Linked DNA regions of Mus musculus: region 2 is linked to region 1. A link is a contact called in public Hi-C data. All regions are on one chromosome and are shown on one strand. The core of a region is the stretch at or near the end of the contact, and the rest is flanking DNA. Distances in the headings are between cores, read along the strand shown. Region 1 overlaps Tenm4 (teneurin transmembrane protein 4). Region 2 overlaps Tenm4 (teneurin transmembrane protein 4).

Region 1 (6,754 bases), core at 2,849-5,348:
ATCTGGGTTAGTTTAGCTTAGCCAATTAGGTTAGGCTGGCCAGAGAGCCCCACACATACCTGTGTCTGCCTCTCCGGTGCTAAGGCGACATGTGCAGGCTGCTACACTTAGCTTTTTTTTTTTTTTTCTGACAACTATCAGGTTGTTTGATTTATTTAAGTTGTTGTACATAGTAGTAAGGGAAGACACGGAGACATTTACCAACAAGACATTTTGGAGGCTGTGGAAGATAGCTAATATTTCACACATCCTAATGTAGTGGATACTCAAGAAGATGTGGAGAAAAGTGGCGAACTCTTTATAGTTCTACTCATTTCTCTCTAAAACAGGAGAAGTAACACTTAGCTTCCATTTCTTTCCATGACACAGTGAAGTGAGATAGCAGCTTTGGAACAGCGCAGCATCCTTGAAATTTGCTACAGGTAAAAGTCATTGTGTACAATAAGACCGTTCATCTAGACAAGAAAGTCAGCCAACCAGTGTTGGCCTGTGCTCTTCCATGTAGGAAGCATACACTTAGCTTTTTATGTGTGGTGGTGCTTGAACTTGGGTCCTCACGATCGTGTACCAAGTGTCTCACTGACCTGTATCCCTGGCCTCTAATCCAAAAATTGGTAAGGTATTCAGTGAGCCCGTAGAATTGGACCCTGCCTGTGCCCCTGCTTCACTCCCTGCCCTCTGCCCCAGCGCTCCTCCTCTCTAGTGAGAGTGTAGAACAACTTCACCACCAGGCTTACAGAAGGCTCTTCATGGATGCATGTGTGGTTTCTTTCTTGGGTGCCAAGTAGTCTCTGTTCAGTTTCCTTCCTTCTAATGGCTCTGGAGATTCCTTGGTGATGACTTTTCTGGGTCATCTCCTCGCCAAGTTCATCACTTTCTAACCTTCATGCACACTGACTAGAGTTCTTAGCAGACTGCATGCATGGTGGCTGGAACCTGAGTGGATAGCAAGGTTCTTGGATCCTTAGCTGTGACACAGGACACATGGGGAAGACTGTCAGGACTGTGTGCAAGCTCTGGACTGGATGCAGGCCTGGAGCTGCTCTGTGATGCTGTCTGGTAGGGAGTTTAGGAAGCTACTATTCAGAGAAGAGACTGACTCCAATGTGAGGACCATATAAACTCTCCCCTAAACTTGAATTTGTTTGAGGTTAAGAACTGCTTGGTTAATTTAGACCTAATTATGCCTAGCAAATAAAAGTTCTCATGTTTCCTTATTAAGTGCATACTGAATGCAAGCCACCATACTGGGCAATTTATGCACATGCACTCAAATATATTTGGAAACAGTTCTGTAAGGGAAGCTATTATTAGGAGTATTAATGGGTAGGTTGAGGCTTGACCATAGAGCCTGGTCCTATTCCCAATCCCACATGATTTTACTGATGGCACATTCTGCCTTCAAACCCATGCCACTCAATTTCCAATGCATCTCCACCTGTTATTCCATGAAACTCAAGTGCAATTAAATGACAAGAATCATAAACTACCAGCATGAGCATTCTGCAGGCAAGACTCTGCCATGTACTGCTTCTGCGAGCCAGCCACACAGAGGGATAAAACGCAGCGACAGCCTCCGCTGAAATAAAAGCCATTTATAGGCGATAAGATGGGAGAAAGTTTGCTGAGCAGGGGGAAAGAGGAGCGAGGCTCTGGGGAGAGAGCGGGAACCAAGACCCAAGAAGAACTTGGCCTGGGGCAGCTGGTGCCTACCCAGTGCCAAAGAGCCTGAATTGTTTTTAGAAGCCTGTAGACTCTGAAAGAAAAGTGTGCTTTGACAATTTTAAGAACTGTATTAAAGAAGTTAAATTTCCTCCCCCTTTTACTTTGAGCAAAAGAAAAACCAGGTAAAATACAGGGAGAAGAGGTCGGGCACAGGCCAGGTGTGTACCTGCTTTGTGTGAAGGCTGCTCCCCTGGGAGAGAGCTTGGGAGGGGTAAGCCGATGCAGGTCCTTGTCCAGGAGGGTATGGAACCAAGAGGAATGGGGTCCGTGATAGTGCCCTTCACTAAACAACAGGGTGAGTACTGATAAAATCCTTCCTAGCTTTGTGCTTCCTCATCCAGCAGTGTTATTAACAGTAACACTAGTATATTTGTTATTTATTGTTGATAAGACAAAATAACCTACCAAAAGTAGTTTAGGGCAGGAAGGGTTTGTTTAGGCTTACAGTCCAAAGGTGCAGTCTATTACGTTAATGGGAGCTTAGCAACAATGACTTGAGGTAGCTAGCTGGTCACACAACATCTTCAGTCAGGAAACAGGACATAATGCATGCTGGTACTCAGACAGCTTTCCCCTTTTAACACAGTCTAGGAAATCCAGCCTATGGAGTGGTGGGCTCACACTTAGGGCGGGTCTTCCTGCCTCAGTTGACCTACTCTAGAAACTCCCTCACAGATATATCCAGAGGTTCATTTTCATGACTATTCTAGATTCACCTGTACTCAACATCACACTCAATATCACAATTACCTTTGCAGGGATCTTACGAATCCTGGCCAACTTAAAGCTCAGTGGCTGGTATGAAATGAGCACAAAGAAAGAGATGGCCTTATAAATAAACTTTCTATACTACTGCTTGTCATAAGGAGGCAGATACTGGCAAGGAGACCTCTTTTTGATGGGAAGAGTATCTAAGGCAGGAGATGAAGAGTTAGGTACAGAGGGCCCAGATTTAATTTAAACTCTGTCTCTAAGCAGGGCAAGACATTTCTCCTTCCCAAAGTCCAGCCGTTCTATAAAACTGGTAGAGATCATATCCCCTTACCACCAGCAATATGATTTAGCCAGTGACATACTGTTGGGCCCAGAGCTAAAGACACACGTGCTGAAGGTGAGAGATTGGACCTTGTCGCCTCTGAGACTCTGTCTCCAGTTGCCTTGTCTGGCTTGTCAGGAAGGAGCACCACATGGATGAGCCTGGATTGGAGGAGAAGGTTCTGAGATGGGGCCAGAAGCCAAGGTGCTGACAAGCAGGGACCTAAGTAAACACTTGTATAAGATACCCTATGAGAGTGCTGAGGACCCTCCCAGCTCACATTTCATTACAGGATGTGTTGGTTTAAGCTACCTTCATTAAATCCTGTTCTTGGAACTAGACACTCATCACGGAGGAGACAGGTTCTTCTCCTAGGAGGTGGCAGATGTGGCCATCTTTGTCAACCCATCAACCTGCAGTCCGTACCTCTAATGGTACAAGGATTGTGTAGGATAAGCCCACTGGCCTGAATCTCCTGATGAAGACTGGGCAGTATTTGTGCCTACCTCATGTGTCAGGAAGCAGGAGTCACAAATGACACAGGAAGCACTGTGCCAGGCCTGTAGGGTAAGTGAATGTAGGAGAAAACCAAGGGCTGAAAGGGTTAAGCCACTTGCTGAAGCTGCTCTAGGCAACAAGGTTTTCCATTATGGCTCTGTGACAGACAGAGGCCACAGCTCTCTAAAGAGGTCCCTGAACATGAACTTCTTGGCTACCGTGGGTTCAGGAAATGAGGCCTCCCTTGCTTGGCCTCACAAATAGTTTTTGAATGGCTCCTCTCAGTGAAAGAACCCTTGGAAGTGAGGTTACGGAGAGATATCACGTGCATAGTGTGGGATGAGTATTGCTATCTGTGTGCACACTGACTTAATTTAATGGTGACATATCTCACGCAGATGCATGTTAGTGTCTCTGTATTTTTAGATAAGGGAACTGAAGTAAAGTTACGTGCCCTGCCGATGCCATACAGTAGCCTGTAGCAGAAGTACTGGCTTCCAGAGCTGAAGTGACAGCCAAGGAGACAGTACTCACATTCACTCACACAGATATGCACACACACACACACACACACACACACACACACACACACACACACACAGAGAGAGAGAGAGAGAGAGAGGTACATACACACTCTCACACACAGACACAAAACCAAACACACATACTCACAGATACACAGGCACATACCCACTCAGATACACAGACACATATTCACACATACACACACACACACACACACACACACACACACACACACACACACACACAGAGTCATGGAAGCTAGAGATGATGGTGAGCACAGAATCCTCTGCATGCCTATAATAAGACCTAGGGTGGCTATTGCTCATTTCACACACTGGTGAGTCAGGACCATGAGACTCAGACACCAGCCCTGGGTTCAAGGTTTAGCCTGCTTCTTATCACACTGTCTCCATTTATTTTGGTAGAACAGGTTGATGCAATTGGTCTAAAATTATAACGACTAAGTAGCTTGGCCAGGATTTGAACCCAGATCTATCTGCTTCAGGGTTTCTCCCCAGCACAGGACTCTCCTATGTCTTTCTGCATGAGTCCACATACATGTCTGACATCAGCTATAGCCACAAGGATGGACCTATGACTAAGGAGGATGAGATCAAATGAATCCTGTGTGTGTGTGTGTGTGTGTGTGTGTGTGTGTGTGTGTGTGTATGCACAGGTGTGGAGGTAGTACACACACACAAGCATGAGAATGAATACAGAGGTCAGAGATCAATATTGTCTTTCTCCCTTGATGGCTTTCAACATTTAGTTTTTGAGACGCAATTTCTAACTGGACCTGGAGCTCACTGATTCTGCTGCACTGGCTGGCTAGAGTGCCCTTGGGATTCACCTGTCTATGCCCTCCCTCTCCAGCCCCCCCCCCCACGCCCCCTCCCCCCGCCCAGTGCTGGGGTTACAGATTCATAATGTAGCACCTGGCATTTTACAGGAGTGCTGGGGATTGGCTTCAAATCCTCATGCTTGCACAGCATTTGCCTACTGAGCCATCTCTCTAACCCCCTTCTCTCGGGTTTGTCATCATTGTATTCACAGACAACTGAAGAGCACTCAGAAAGCTCAGCTGAAGCTATCTCTACCTCCCCCCGGCTGTGGAGTTTCATTGGGGTTTAACAGTGCAAGACTCGGGTTATAGACCCATCGTAAATTAGCTTTTCGGCCACATAATGAACAATACAAGGCAGCGTGGCTTTAAGAGGACCATTTATTATATTGCAATAAACAGAGCTATATAAAGAGAATTATTCCTGAGACTCTGCACATCTGTGCTCACAATCATGTCTTTACGTGAGCTTTGCAAACAGGGATAAAAGTCCAATTTAGACAGTGCATTGAACAGCAATTCTCCATTCAGCACGAAAGGTAATTCAAGGTATTCTAAAGGCATGAATGCGGCATGGGTCTCATTTTAGAAAAAGGTCAAAGCCATCTCTCTTGATCATGATCAGAACTGTTAATCTATACCATAATGAGCTGGTTTGAGCTTTGCAGTGTGGAGCGGTTGGTTGGACAGTGATTTGAGGTAAGTCTCCTTTCTCCACTTCGCAGAATTCGTGCACTGCCAAGCGGGCACTTTCCTATCTCTCTGTCATATCTAGCTAAAAATCGTACCCATTACACAGTAGGTGTGCTAAAGTGTGGTGTGAATTGGAAAGGGGGATGCTGATTAGTTTCTTTCAAGGGGTTTGTATTGAGTAAATGACTTGTTAGATGTGTATAAAGCCTACTGGTAACAATACTGTACAAGGTAGTCCAAGTGTGTTCTCATTTAATCCTCTTTTGCGGGTCTAAACAGGGCGGTGCTTATAGAGAGAAGGTTGGTAATGTATTATTCTTTGTAGAACCGGATGCCCTATCATGTGGCTGTCTGCCTGCCCATCCATCTATCCATTCATCCGTCTGTCTGTCCATTCATTATCTATCCATCCATCCATCTGCCTGTCTGTCCATTCATTATCTATCCTTCTGTCCATCTGTCTTTACCAAGCAGGTGTAGTAGGCCAGGCCTATGTTGAGTCCTGGGATTGTATCCACTAACAGACACACTTGCTACAGCATAACCATGGTAATTGCTGTCCAGTATAAGCACTAAGCCAGAAAAGAATTGGGGGGCAGATTTCAGAGGACCTTAAAATCCATACTGAGCTCATCTTTCATTCTGAGGAAAGGACAGAGCTAAAAGGACAGCCTGGCAGGGCAGGTGCTTCCCCATGACCCCTATTCTTGTAGCTCTCTCAGGCCCCCTTGTGGCCTTGCACTAGATAAGTCTCAGTAAAACACATCTGGAATCATAGGCGCTACTGTCAGTGTTGATAAACGACACTTGCTATCATTTCACATTGAATGTTCCTCACAGGCTCTTATGCTACACGCTTTGCCCTTATCTGGTGATGATACTTTGGGATGTTCTGGAAGCCTGGAGAGCTGGAACACAGCTGGAGGCAGCAGGTCACTGCTATGGTTTGAATGTGTCTGCCAAAGGCACAGGTGTTAGCATCCTGTGCCCCTAGCTAGTTGTGCTATTTGAGCAGGTTGTGGGGCCTCTAAGAGGTAGAGCCTTAATGGAAGTAGTGTGTCATTGTGGGTGGGCCTGGGGGTTTATAGCCTGTCCTCACTTCTTCTTCAGGCTCCCTGACTATGTATTTTGTCACAACAACCAGGCAAGTAATCAACACTGCCACTGTGGACACACCCTGTGAGTATCCCCGCCTCCTCCCTCCTGGCTCTTGCTCTACAAAAGATGGCATGCCCTAAGCAATCCTGGAAAGAACTTTCTGAAAAACTGTGATCCGACACGAATCTTTCCTCCTTGAATTCATTCTCTCATCATTCTGGTTAGAGCTATGCAGAAATGCCCAGTACAACACAGTTTAGAATCCCAAGGCTGAACAAGGGGAGGGTGTAAGTTTTTAAATTATCTGCTCACCAAGAGGAAAGGCATCAAAGATTAGA
Region 2 (6,754 bases), core at 2,006-4,505, 76 kb before region 1:
TCTCATGCTTATATGGTGGTCAGCATGGAAGGGAAACTGCTTGCTCTGAATGGAGAAGGTGAGTATTTAAGTGGGGTAAGACAATGAAATAGTGACTGTCAGCTGTCCAGTGGTTAGGTCTCTGCTCTGCCCACACATGGGCCTTTAGACACACAGATGCACAGACAGACAGACAGACAGATTCACACACACACACACACACACACACACACACACACACACACACTTGTTTGTTTGTTTGTTTGTTTGTTTTAGACAGGGGCTCAACTCACCATGTAGCTGAGGATAGCCCTGAATTCTTAATTGTCCTCCTTCTGCCTCCCAAGTGCTGGGACTGCAGATGTGCATCAGTAAATCTGGCTTTATTTGTGCTGGAGATCAAACCTAGGGCTTTGTGTTAAGCATTCTACCAACTGAACTACATCCCTAGCTGCACAGTTCTTCCTCGTGCCAGCCAGCACTGGCAGCTGCACTGTATCTGTGGTTTCCTCTGCTCCCCCAACCCCCACCTCCTGGGCTGCAGCCCCAGCAGCCCATGGGACAGAGCTAATGCCATGGATTGGGATGTACCTGACACTGAAAGATGTGGGTTCTGTCCTAGTCTGTGTCTGCACTTGACACACATGGCCTCATTCCCCCCGTAACTAACACATTAAGTAGGGACTGTCTTCTTCCATTTGAGAAAACCGAGATGGACAGAGATAGTGCCTGAGCAGGCTCCCAAGCTGCAGAGTGGATTTCACTCTCCACGTGCTTCGCGCTCGATGGTCTATTCTATTTCCCCACACAGCTGCCTCGGTTCCCTGAACACCTCAGCGCTGCATCCTGAAGGCCCGATGATCTGCTGGGAGCCATGCAATCCTTGAAAGCATGGATGGAAGAGAGCTCCAGGGCCCCTTTGACTTGCCTGTCCCGGGAGCTTCGGCTAAGTACTCCCTCACCTGAGCTACCATTCCTGCCCCACCCCACCCCACCCCGCTTTTCTGTTATAGTACACTCTATCCTCATGTTCCCACTAGAGCTGTGGCAGATCTCTCTTCTGTGGCACTTTCACGGGTTCTTCTCTGTTGAGTTGTCTGTTTCCTCAATACAGCCTTGAACTTGGAACTGGAGAAATGGTTCGGCAGCTAAGGACACTGGCTGACCTCCCAGAGGGCCTGATTCAATTCTCAGCACCCACATGGTAGCTCATAACCAACTGTAACTCCAGCCCTAGGGGATGCTATATTCTCTCTGGCCTCCAAATGTATTGTATGCATGTGGTACACAGATACATACAGGCAAAACACCCGTATAAATAAACTACCACCACCACTACCATTACAATGAACATCTTGAACTCTTTTAGGATAGGGACTGGCTTCAAGTCCTAAATGATCCCACTACACAGATTCAGAGGAAATGTTCTGAAAAGTTCTGCTGAATTTATGTGAGAATGAATGAATGAATGAATGAGTGAATGAATGAATGAACTTGGTGTTGTTGCTGGAGGATACACAGGAAGCATCCATTGCTAGTGAGCTTAGATTGATGGTTCTATGCCTCAGAATCATCTGGAAATTAGAAGTAGCCCGAACAAGCGTGTCTAACGGGGGCTGGGCTCTGCCTCTGAGATCTCTGAGTCCTAGGTAGAGCCAGACTTGGGCATGGAGCAGAGTGCCTCAAACTTCAGCGTGCAGAGGACACTCTTGAAGACATTACCAAAATGTAGATTTCAGTTCCATAGGGTAGGACCTGGCATTGCTGATGGTTCCCAGGCACATCATTCTGAAGGCCTAGGGATGTGCTGCAAACCATAAAGCCTGAAGGCATGTGATGGAGCATAGCCTGAGGCAGAGGCCCCAAAGGCCCCAGAGGCCCTAGGACCATTCATGGACAGGGAGCATTTTCCTGGTCGATGGCCAGGACCCTGAGCAGGGTTAGATGCAGAACTAGATCACAGCCCTCCTCTGGAGCTTGCTACAGAGAACTCCAAGGTCGCACACTGTCTTCGAGCTCTGGGAGTATAACCTTGGCTGTGGAAGCATTCCTGAAGTTAGTGAGTTGAAGTCAGCCCTTCCTCTTTAGGAAGAAGTGGGGAAGCTCTGGGTAGAGACTTAGAACTTGGGAGTCTCCTGTGGCGAAAGATAATCTTTTTTCTACTTCTGAGGGAGAAACCTCCTTTGGTCCTAGAGTAAGATCTCCTTTGGGCAAGGAGCCTCGTTTAACACTTTGGATGCTGCCCTGACAGGAACTAGTTCACTTGTTCCCACCAGTAGGCAGAGGTGAGTGCTGGGGCCGGAGAGGCAGAGGATCAAACACCAACTCCATCCTTTTTGTTTTTGTTTTTAATTTTTAAGACATGGTCATATATATTCCAAGGGACCTTGAACCTTCTAGGTAGCTAAGGATGATCCTGAACTTGTGTCCCTCAGTCTTCTATCTTCTAAGTAGTAGGATTCGAGGACTGGAACATCCTATCCAGTTTCTGTGGTGCTAAGAATCGAACCCAGTTCTTTCATTTCTTTTTTTTTTTAACCCAGTTCTTCAAGAATACTAAATAAGCACTCTACTATCTAAGTTATATCTCCAGCCCCCAAGTCTGGCGACCCTAAGAAATCTCTAGAATATTTATGTTGGTAAATAATAGCTGTGTATTCTTGACATAATTCTGCCTTGCTAATCTATTTTCCATGGCAGTTAGGGGCTCTTTGAGTTAGTACAACATGTGCAGCTTGGTGTGAGGGAGGTTAACTTCGTGCATCAGAACAAGCTTCTAACAGCCCTTCCTGTCCCCAGGGACGAAACCCTAGAAGACATAAGGATGCCTGTTTCCTGAACAGGTACACAGCAGTAGATGCTGAAGGGACTCTTGCTACTGGGAATGCATAGGATAGCAGGTGGCATGAGCCTGAAAAAGTCAAAGACAGATAACTCTGTCCTGGGGGTGGACACACGGGCCAAGGTTCCCGTGGAACCAAATGCTGTTATTGGAAGAAACTGAAGCAGCTGACAGATGACGAAGATAAACGTTTAGAACTTCTTTAATCTAACCAGTATTCACTTAAGGGTACAGGCACTGAGGCTCAGAGAGAGGAAGGAATTTGTCACTATCAGTCAGTACCAGTCAAAGATTACAGCTGAAATTCAGGTTTCTTGCCCCCCCCCCATTAGGAATGGGCAAGTCTCCCTTTCCACTCTGCATTACTTTATAGATTAATTTTTCTCACTTAAGAAAGCAATGGGTTGAAAGAAGCCAGGGGCTTGGTTTTGACTCCATACTCTATGGCTGTTTCCAAAGATCGCTGAAGGTCAGAAGCTCACATGGCCACACAAACCTGTACATATTCACATACACACACACACACACACACACACACACACACACACAGAGAGAGAGAGAGAGAGAGAGAGAGAGAGAGAGAGACAGACAGACAGACAGACAGACAATCATGACTTTTTCAACTGATAGAGAATTGAAACTAGAAAATCTACACGGTGCAAGACTTCCCAGCTGTGCCTGCCAGTACTACTTCTATGCCCTGGGCGGATGTCACCATGGACTGAATGACTCAGTGTTAGATGCCAGGTTTTTATTTAAGGCATACAGGAAGCATATCTCTGCAATACAGAAATGGAGAGGACAGGTCCCTGAGCAGTTCAGTCTCATCCATAGGACGCTCATGTGACATGGGCTTCAGTGTGAACAGATGGCAATCCTGTCCTTCCTACTGGTGACAGTGTGAACCAGGACATCAGTTATGTTGTCAGGATTGCTCTGGCTACCCTGACGCTTAGAGTTTAAGTTGATCACTGGTATTCTTCCTTGTTTTTACTTTCGGTTCCAATCTCTGTTGAATTTACCTTCTTTTATGTATCATTGGCTATAAGAGGACTCAGATCCCCTTTTGGGGGAAAGAGCATCTTATCATCATGCTTATCATAATTAAAATAAATTGTAACATGCTAATTACAAAACCAATGTAATGGAGATTGTAGCAGTTATTATAACCACTGGCAACATGTCTCTCCATAGCAATTTTTGGAACTTCTCTCTGTGCCTGAAAAGGCTGAATAATTTGCAGAGGTCCTTTTGTTCCTTACAGTAATTTTTAATAACTTCAAGATAAAAATGAAAGTTTAAAGATGAAGCAATTATTTCAGGGCTATACCTCTGGGGAGCTTCGGTCCCCTCATCTGTAAACTGGAAATAATCGCAGATGTCTATCTCACAGGGTAGATGGGACATAAGATGGTATTCATGTGAGCTGTCTAACTCTCTGCTATGCAGCAACTACACACAGGAATTATTGCTTTAAATAACACATGTACACACTCATACCTACTTACATACATGAGTGAATTAAAAAATGACTACTGGTTCAGGCTGTGTTTGGCTCTCACTATCCCATAGAGCCTTCTTTAATAGGACCATCCCATGCACCACTGTGGTCTGAGTCTTATGCAGGCTGCTGAGAGTCTCCCCTGTGGCTCTGCCTGCTCATGCTCAGCTTTCAAATCCACATGCGGACACAGCTCTGTGTGAAGTCTGTTCTCTGCATGAAGCCGTTGTGATGTCCTGCCTGGAAGAGCCTCTTCAGGGATCCCTGGCCTTCTAAGGGCTCTGACTTTGAGATCTGGAACCTACCTGTTTTCATACTCTTCACCTGTGCAAGAAGATCTCGGCACTTCCCACCATGGCCAGAAACTCACTCAACAGTCTAGATGATGTGCTAGTCTAAGAATTAAGTAGGTGGTGCCACTCAAGTACTTCCCCCTATTACTCCAGCCTGTCACATCTATAGACTATAGGACAAGTGTCTCACTTTACCACAGGTATAAGAAATTCGAATCTTTGCCACCTACCCCACCACTAGGAGCTGGGTGTTCTAATTGCATCAATTATCTCCTATCAGCTTCTAACCACACAGGGTTCCTTTGTCATTGAGACATCTGAAGTTGACAGGTGTGGCTTACCATACAGCATGCAACAAGGTAGGGGAGAAGCAGGAAATTCTCCACTGGTTGGCTTACCTATGTCTGAAATCTTTATTTCTGACAGAAGACAGGAGAGCAGGGAATAGAAGAAAGAACGAGGTGTTAGCAGCAGGGTTAGAAGCATTATTAGCAGCTGAAAACTTGACAGCAATGGTACTGTACAACACTGTAATAAATACAGACTTAGCAGCCATGACACTGATACATTTTATATTGGGTACTCCTTGTCAGTGAGTTCACTTATAAGCAGCTACATATCACAGAGGAGGCCCGGCTCCACCTGCACCATACCGCTGACTCTGGGAAGAGGACAGGCCTGACACAGTGTGCTGCTTCAGCGGGGGCTCAGAAGAGATAGGAGTGGTTGATTCTCTTCTTTGCACAGACATGCACTCAGAGAGATATACAGGCTTGCTGTTTCGGGTCTCTGCATGCCTGCTTCTCCATGACAGTCTTCAAAACGTGCGGAGCTTACCAAGAGCCTACTCAAAATGTGGCATGGGACTGGAGAATGAGGGTAATTAGGGAGGGTATGGCACAGAGACAAAGCCCAGCAGGAAAAGACTGGAGGAAGATGTCAGGATGATAATACAGAGTTCTTCCCTAATTTTGTTTATTCCTCCCATCATCCCCTCTTGCCTGATCCTCAACAGTAGTGGGAAGAAGAGAGAGAAACTAGGATGTCTTATTTGGAGGATATGGAAATTCAGGGAGGCTCTGAATTTAAAGTTGGTTTAAAGTCACACAGCGTTTCTGCTACATTGAGCTGACCCTTGCTCCTTTGCTCCTTTGCCTCATTCTGTTCATCCGACTGAAGCAAGTACAGTCAAGGGGTTTTTCTTCCCTGACTGACCAGCGCCTGTGCATTCACCTCACAACAGAGAAAAGGGGTAAAGAATACTCTCCTGGAGTCAATCTCACCCCGCCTGATGTGCCACGTCCTAGGTGCCCACAGCATGGGCAGTTGACCCGTGTGGGGATGGGATGCTCATGGCTCTTAGGACAGTGGCGTCTGACAGCCAGTCAGCATGCTTTGCCTCCGTTTATGTGAAAGCAGCATAAGATGCTTCTCCAGCAGAGGATATCATTACAAGGTGGAACAGCTCTCATGCCCGGTGGGTGGCAGGGCTGTGTATCGGTCTTCTAGGTTTGGGTTCACCATTCTAGATGCTGGACTTTGAGCATCATGTACTTTAAATTCTCTGAGTTCATTTCCCCCTATTTGTCAAAGGTTGATAATAGGTAATGCCTTACAGAACCACCACACTGGTTAACAGTAGGAGCCCTACTGCCCTGCCATCCACTTTGGAGAATGCCCTTCTATTCCAAACCAGGATATGGGTGGATTTTTCCTTCTTTCTTCCTTCCTTCCTTCCTTCCTTCCTTCCTTCCTTCCTTCCTTCCTTCCTCCCTCCCTCCCTCCCTCCCTCCCTCCCTCCCTCTCTCTCTCTCTCTCTCTCTCTCTCTCTCTCTTTCTTTCTTTTCTTTTTTTTCTTTTTTGCTCCAGGATAGCTATAAAAAGATTTCCAAAATTTCTTCTGAAATTGAGAGTAGGTCTCCCCTGTCTCTGAATCGAAGTTTCCCTTTAACCATAGAGCCCACCTCATCAGAGGGCTTCGGTTGTAAAGAGATCTGGCTCAGGGGCATAGGGAAAAATGCAAACTCAAGAGCTGTCCCCCAGCTGAGAGTTGCTGTGCTCCATCATTCATGGTCAGGAGTGAGTCTCTCTCCCTGTGGCTCTGCTCCACCCAGAGAGCCCGCATCAGCCTTGGGCTTC

Evidence for each region. Hi-C and Micro-C count contacts between places; a contact is called where the count stands out from the background.
Region 2: a Hi-C map of bone marrow-derived macrophages shows a contact between it and region 1, with 1.7 times the contacts expected there. The contact joins two enhancer-like sites. A contact is called at or near these places in 7 of 484 Hi-C or Micro-C datasets (the C2C12 cell line, Sertoli cells, bone marrow-derived macrophages and 4 more), 1 of 115 datasets of contacts at active chromatin or transcription factors (bone marrow-derived macrophages) and 3 of 9 other capture datasets (adipose tissue, embryonic stem cells and pancreatic islet).

What each region holds. Positions count from the first base shown.
Region 1 is chr7:96,778,160-96,784,913 of GRCm38.p6, reverse strand. The region is part of intron 16 of Tenm4 (teneurin transmembrane protein 4); the gene reads right to left. Among named protein-coding and RNA genes, the nearest start is that of Gm15413, 20 kb to the left of the region's middle. Within about 2 kb of position 4,098, at least 17 of the 459 cell types and tissues checked have an H3K27ac peak or open chromatin away from gene starts, as enhancers often do. A contact at or near this core is called in bone marrow-derived macrophages, where this site is marked.
Region 2 is chr7:96,852,997-96,859,750 of GRCm38.p6, reverse strand. All of the region lies in intron 24 of Tenm4 (teneurin transmembrane protein 4), which reads right to left. Among named protein-coding and RNA genes, the nearest start is that of Gm15413, 55 kb to the right of the region's middle. Within about 2 kb of position 3,255, at least 19 of the 459 cell types and tissues checked have an H3K27ac peak or open chromatin away from gene starts, as enhancers often do. A contact at or near this core is called in bone marrow-derived macrophages, where this site is marked.